2 separate regions of the Bombyx mori genome follow, and region 1 is linked to region 2. The links are chromatin contacts, called in public Hi-C maps. All regions are on one chromosome and are shown on one strand. Each heading gives the region's core, a stretch centred on a gene start, on an enhancer-like site or on the middle of the called end of the contact. The rest is flanking DNA. Distances are from core to core; before and after follow the strand shown. Region 1 holds the start of LOC101740445 (microtubule-associated serine/threonine-protein kinase 2). Region 2 overlaps LOC101740445 (microtubule-associated serine/threonine-protein kinase 2).

Evidence for each region. A called contact is a pair of places that touch in the nucleus more often than the background predicts.
Region 1: a Hi-C map of midgut shows a contact between it and region 2, with 2.9 times the contacts expected there. The contact joins the promoter of LOC101740445 here to the enhancer-like site in region 2. A contact is called at or near these places in 2 of 7 Hi-C or Micro-C datasets (midgut and whole pupa).

The regions. Positions count from the first base shown.
Region 1 is chr27:1,876,148-1,879,026 of ASM3026992v2, forward strand. It overlaps LOC101740445 (microtubule-associated serine/threonine-protein kinase 2), which reads right to left and starts at 1,370. Exons shown (of 38, transcript XM_021346221.3): 1 at 976-1,370. The coding sequence starts at 1,108.
Region 2 is chr27:1,792,985-1,795,707 of ASM3026992v2, forward strand. LOC101740445 (microtubule-associated serine/threonine-protein kinase 2) reads right to left here. Exons shown (of 38, transcript XM_021346221.3): 9 at 2,530-2,611; 10 at 1,373-1,477; 11 at 746-910. Among protein-coding and RNA genes, the nearest start is that of LOC101740445, 83 kb to the right of the region's middle. Within about 2 kb of position 1,392, at least 3 of the 8 cell types and tissues checked have open chromatin away from gene starts, as enhancers often do.

The sequences.
Region 1 (2,879 bases), core at 120-2,619, 83 kb after region 2:
TGTTGAAGCGATGCACCGGTGTTCGTATCCCGCAGGCGGGTACCAATTTTTCTAATGAAATACGTACTCAACAAATGTTCACGATTGACTTCCACGGTGAAGGAATAACATCGTGTAATAAAAGTGAAGCCCGCAAAATTATAATTTGCGTAATTACTGGTGGTAGGACCTCTTGTGAGTTCGCGCGGGTGGGTACCACCACCCTGCCTATTTCTGCCGTGAAGCGTAATGCGTTTCGGTTTGAAGGGTGGGGTAGCCGTTATAACTATACTTGAGACCTTAGAACTTGTATTTCAAGGTGGGTGGCGCATTTACGTTGCAGATGTCTATGGGCTCCAGTAACTACTTAACACCAGGTGGGCTGTGAGCTCGTTCACCCATCTCTGTACAAAGTATTTTAAGCATCAAAAATAATGAACAGGAGAAATCCAAATAAAAAACTGTAAAAGTGGGTCTAATTATGAAATAGCTTTGTTTTTTAATCCTACTTAATGTGTACTTTAAGAAACAATAGATATATTTTAGATGAAAACAGCTGATAGTGGTGGGAAATTGATGGATTCATGAAAATAAAACTAAGAAGTGAAACTTGGTCCCGTTCCACTGAATATGAATCTTGAATTATATTATTACACTTGTTTGTTTGTTTGTTCTTTACCTGTCAGATAAAAATATCAGAGAGTAATTACAAAAATACATTGGAGAAACAAACAATATGTAATCGTTAAGGTTTTGTTTATTTTTATCATCGAAACACAAATCTAAATCTATTTCAGGAAGTATGAAATTCATGTTTATATCAACTGAGGTGCTCTTTCAATTCATTTTGAATAGCTTTTCTCCACATTTCGTTTAATAACTCACGCGCAACGACTAGCGCCGTACATTCATTCAAGCAGATTCGATTGACCGCGGTCAAACCTTGAAAACAAACAGTGTACCTACACAATAACAAAATATCGACATTTCACGCACCTTCAGCGCTCTGATTCAACGACGAAGGAGCTCCTGTTGAAGCCAAATCCTTCTTCTGCCCGCTTTTAGACGCGTCGGAGTCCGAATCGTCGAAAACCAGCGTCCGAACGGACTGGGAACAACGCCGATCCATCTCCACTCACCACAATACATTAAAAATCACAAAAGCTACCCCCATTTATTACCCTGCGCAAAGAATTAAAAGTCGCAGTCTTTTCACATGACACCTTTTATATTTAACGAAACGTATCGACACATTTAGATAATAATGTATTTCGCACAGCAAATGCAAATATTATTTATTTTATGCTATGCCATGTTATTTGCAACACTCCGTCCACATTCCAAGTCCACAGACTAAAGAAACTGGCATCCGTCACACAAACACTGCCGACACTACAAACCGAAAAGTAGGGATAGGCAAAACGTATCGATACCAAATATCATTTTATAACAAACCTATTTTTGGCTACTCTGTACTTTGATTTCAATACTCTTACTTCACCACGTTCTCAGCTGTCGTTCAATACTTTGTACTTATCAATGAACTGCCTGCAAAGCCCTTTTCTCCTGCCTTTTCGTTGTATAATTCGATTGAGGAGAAGTTATATTATTTTAAACGTGGTACTGTGGAAATTTAATTTAGTAGCTTATTTTGAAAGGTGATTTGAAGGATACTTAATAGGAGCATGAAAGAGAGTCTAGTCAATTTAGGTTATTCGGTCTATGTTTGCCTCTAAAAAATCTTATGTTCCAAGTTGGAAGATAGGACAACTGCTATACTCTACGGTTAAAGATTGTTATAAGTAAGGTAGCGTCGTTCACGTTGTAAAATCTAAGGGTTCCATGGGTAGACCATGATCTCAAATACCTTACTAAGGCAGAAAGAGTTTTACTACGAAAAAAAGTCATTTGCTCATAATATTAATATCACAACACAACATAACCATTTAATAAATATAACACAACAACGAACAGATTGTGACCGTATCACGGGATTACATGTTCACTGTATTAGAAACAGACTTTGACGTTTTAGTGCAGCAAAGAAGATTGAGAAGCTAAAAACACTTTCTTAACTGGGGCCTAGGTTAAAGTACCAAGCTTCTCTTTCTTTTCAGAGCTACCAATCAGACAAATTATTAAACAATAATATTCATATCTTAGGTTTTCACGAAATGTAGCTAATTAAACCAAGTTGGTTTTGCGTTTGCATGTCTCGTTTTCTATATTAGCTTAAATTCATTCTATTTCCATTGGTGGATCGCCTTGACCGCGAAAGGTGTAAAATAATCGAAACGTTGGGAATATTAAAGTTACAAAAATAACACGAGATTAAACCATAAATTGATTTTAATTCAAATAACAGTGAGAAATAAAAAAGGCCAGTAGCACATTTTGCAGTTGCAGATTACTAACTGTAAACTCTTTTTTTTTTTTTCAAACAAAATGTATAAAATAATGGTTGGAAGAATAGGTATTGGAACAGCTTGTGGCCATTATCGCCATAGATATTTTGTGTCAGTTCGAGTCATAGGTATTTTCTAAACTCAATAGAAAGGTATGGTTGTAGGTAGGTACTTATTAACTCCATGGGTATGGTATACACGTAATATTATATTAGAAATGTTGATAATAGAACATTTATTTACGGCCAACGGATACAAGACCTTCGAGCCTAGTTTGAATCTAATTTATACGTAAGGAGTATGTATTTTTAATTTACAATTTGAAACTGATCAATTTGTGGCTTTAAATAGATGGGATGAAATAAAGTCTCAGTAAGATGGTGGTTATTTACTGATAATATCCGACCCAGGCGACGGGGTAACACTAAGCCGCCGTCGCCCGAAACATACCTTGTCGGAACCCCCGAACCCACTCTGGGTGCTTTTAGGCTCTTC
Region 2 (2,723 bases), core at 142-2,641:
TGACGATCTGTTTGCTTAGTGCGAGTTTTTTAACTTTCTCGATAGCGTAAAAGTTAACTCACATTTGTATGGAGTAGGAACAGAGCCTCTAGCGGCAAACGTTCCAACAATACAAATTTCAGTAAACTTTAATAACTATTTAATAACTAATAACAGTTAACGTTATCGAGAACGTTAAATTAAATAATAAATTATAGTTTAAAAAAGCTAACAAAATACGATTTTATAGAAAATCCAACTAAAAAATGGAAAATAAATTTTAATAAATTTGAATTAAAAATAGTGTAAGAAAAAATGATTTTATTGTAAAAAAGAGCGTGGGGTGCTTTTCAGGATAATATCAAAATAACACTTCTGCTCATATCTGTTCATAAAATATTTATAACTACTAATAGCATGCGACCCACGCTTTTATTTTTAGTAGTATTTTCTATAAAAGCGTATTTTGTTAGTTTTTTTAAACTATTATTTTGTTTAAATTTTTTAGTTGAATTTAAATTTTTTTCGAAATTGTTATTTTTTTTTTAAATATTGAATTGTCATCGGTCCTTTATAAGTATACCAAATTTCGAGTTAATCCGACGTTTTGGAGGGAGTCAAAATCATGTTCAAAGATTCCGTCACATACGTCTGAAACTAATAAAAGCGTATTAAAAACTCGCACTATGCACACCGGTCCATTCGTCCAAAAGTTTTTAAAACAAGGTATTTTCGGTTGCGCCTTTATAAATTTCTTTCGTGTTACCTGCAAATGTCGGGCGTGTCCCTCCGCGGCCTCCAGCAGCCTGTAGAACCGCTCGGGATCGAACTCCAGACATTCGAGCAGGCGCGCCGGCCGGGCCATCGCCAGGATCAGCCGGTTGACCAGCGGCGCCACCTGACCACCCGCTTCGGCTGACTTCTCTCTCGTCTGCGAAATGTAACCGGATACTATCATGCTGCAGAAGGGTTTTACTCGTGGTAGGACGTCTTGTGAGTCCGCGCGGGTAGGTACCACCACCCTGCCTATATCTGCCGTGAAGCAGTAATGCGGTTGGGGTTTGAAGGGCGGGGCAGCCGTTGTAACTATACTTGAGACTATAATATCTTGGCAAGATCCTGCCTCCAGAGCTGAGTAATGTCCTCAAGCTATGGTCAATGAAGGAGCTAAGCTGATAGCCTTGAGAGGCTATATCAGCGTAGCCTCAACTAGTAGGTGATCTCACGGGGCTCAAACCTGATGACGTTGGTAACACGAACCCTAGCAAGAGCAGTGCTTCGCAGAATCTACCATCGGATCGGAAACGCGACCCACTGAGAGGATCCGTCGAGAAACTCAGTGGGCTGTGTATACCCCTGGATACTGGACTGAGGGTCGCGTGGAAGAACTCACCTCTGCAAGTAGCCGGTCCAGACTGTCCGCCATGTCGTAGAAGTAGGTGCTGGTCACCTGCTTTGATTCAGACTTGTGGAGGCAGTCGCGAGCCATCTCCAGAACCTATGTACCGAATAACTGCGTAATTAGTTACAATTAACCGCTTGTCAAATGTTTTCATCATATATTCCAATTTCACGGTAGACGATAAAAGGACTTAAGAACTATAGTGGGTGGAGCGGGAATATATCTCCCTATAATATATCTGTCTCTCTCGCACGCGCGCACTTTAACGGCGATGACGTCATAAGTCGTGATTTAAATAAGATATCTTGTTGTTGACGCCCGTCACCGATCAAGTGTCTAACTTAGTCATTTTAAAAAAAGGCATTTATTATCGAGGTTGAATTTACTAATTAATTTAATTATACTACTGGTTTTAATCAGACAGGGTGACATTTTTGGTAATAATTCCAACATTCATTCATTCATTTCATTCATTCAACAACATGGTAAGAAAGGGAAAAGAGAATGGCAGAAAGAAAGCAAGATGGCGAAGGCGATTCAATGAGCAAGGCGTACAAAAGATGTCACTTCATCATCATTCTGCTGTCCTTTCACCGAGTCACCTTGAGTCGGCGCAACATGCTTCCTACTTCCATACTCCTGTATCATATACCATTTCTTCGCTTACTCCCCTCTTACGCATATCGACTTTCACGCAATCCATCCATTTTTTCTTAGGACTACCACTTCCTCTAAAAAAAGATGTCCATTAAATTTAAATTATAATAACAGAGAACATTTTGGTAGAGAGCAATAAAAGTGCAACAGTGGAATAGTTAGCATGGTATGGACATGTGATGCGTAGAGAGAAGATGCATGTGACTAGGAGATGCATGGAAATGGTAGTGCAAGGTAGAGGAGAAGAGGTCGACTAAAGAAGACACGGATGGAGTGTGTGAATGACGATATGAGAAAGAGAGGGGTGAGTGTTGAGATGACGGCTGATAGAAGAGAATGGAAGAGAAAAATCAGCTGTGCCGGCCCCACCTAGTGGGATAAGGTGGAGAAAAAGAAGAAATGGAATAGTTTTATTTCATTCGCCACGATCCCAATTCTACAATAATTCTATACGTTAATCGTATCAGCAGTTTCTAAACGTATGAGTATACCTGTCTCTGTACGAATCTCTCTATAGGCGGCCGATCAGGTTTCTTATCCAATTCCGTGAGCTCATCAATGAGTCCTCTTAATCTGAAACATTTGGCATTCATTGTGCTGTCAAAGATATGATATATTTTATAAAGTTTTGACTAGGATAAACTACCCAATTATTGGCATTTTGTTACGATAAATTCGATTATAA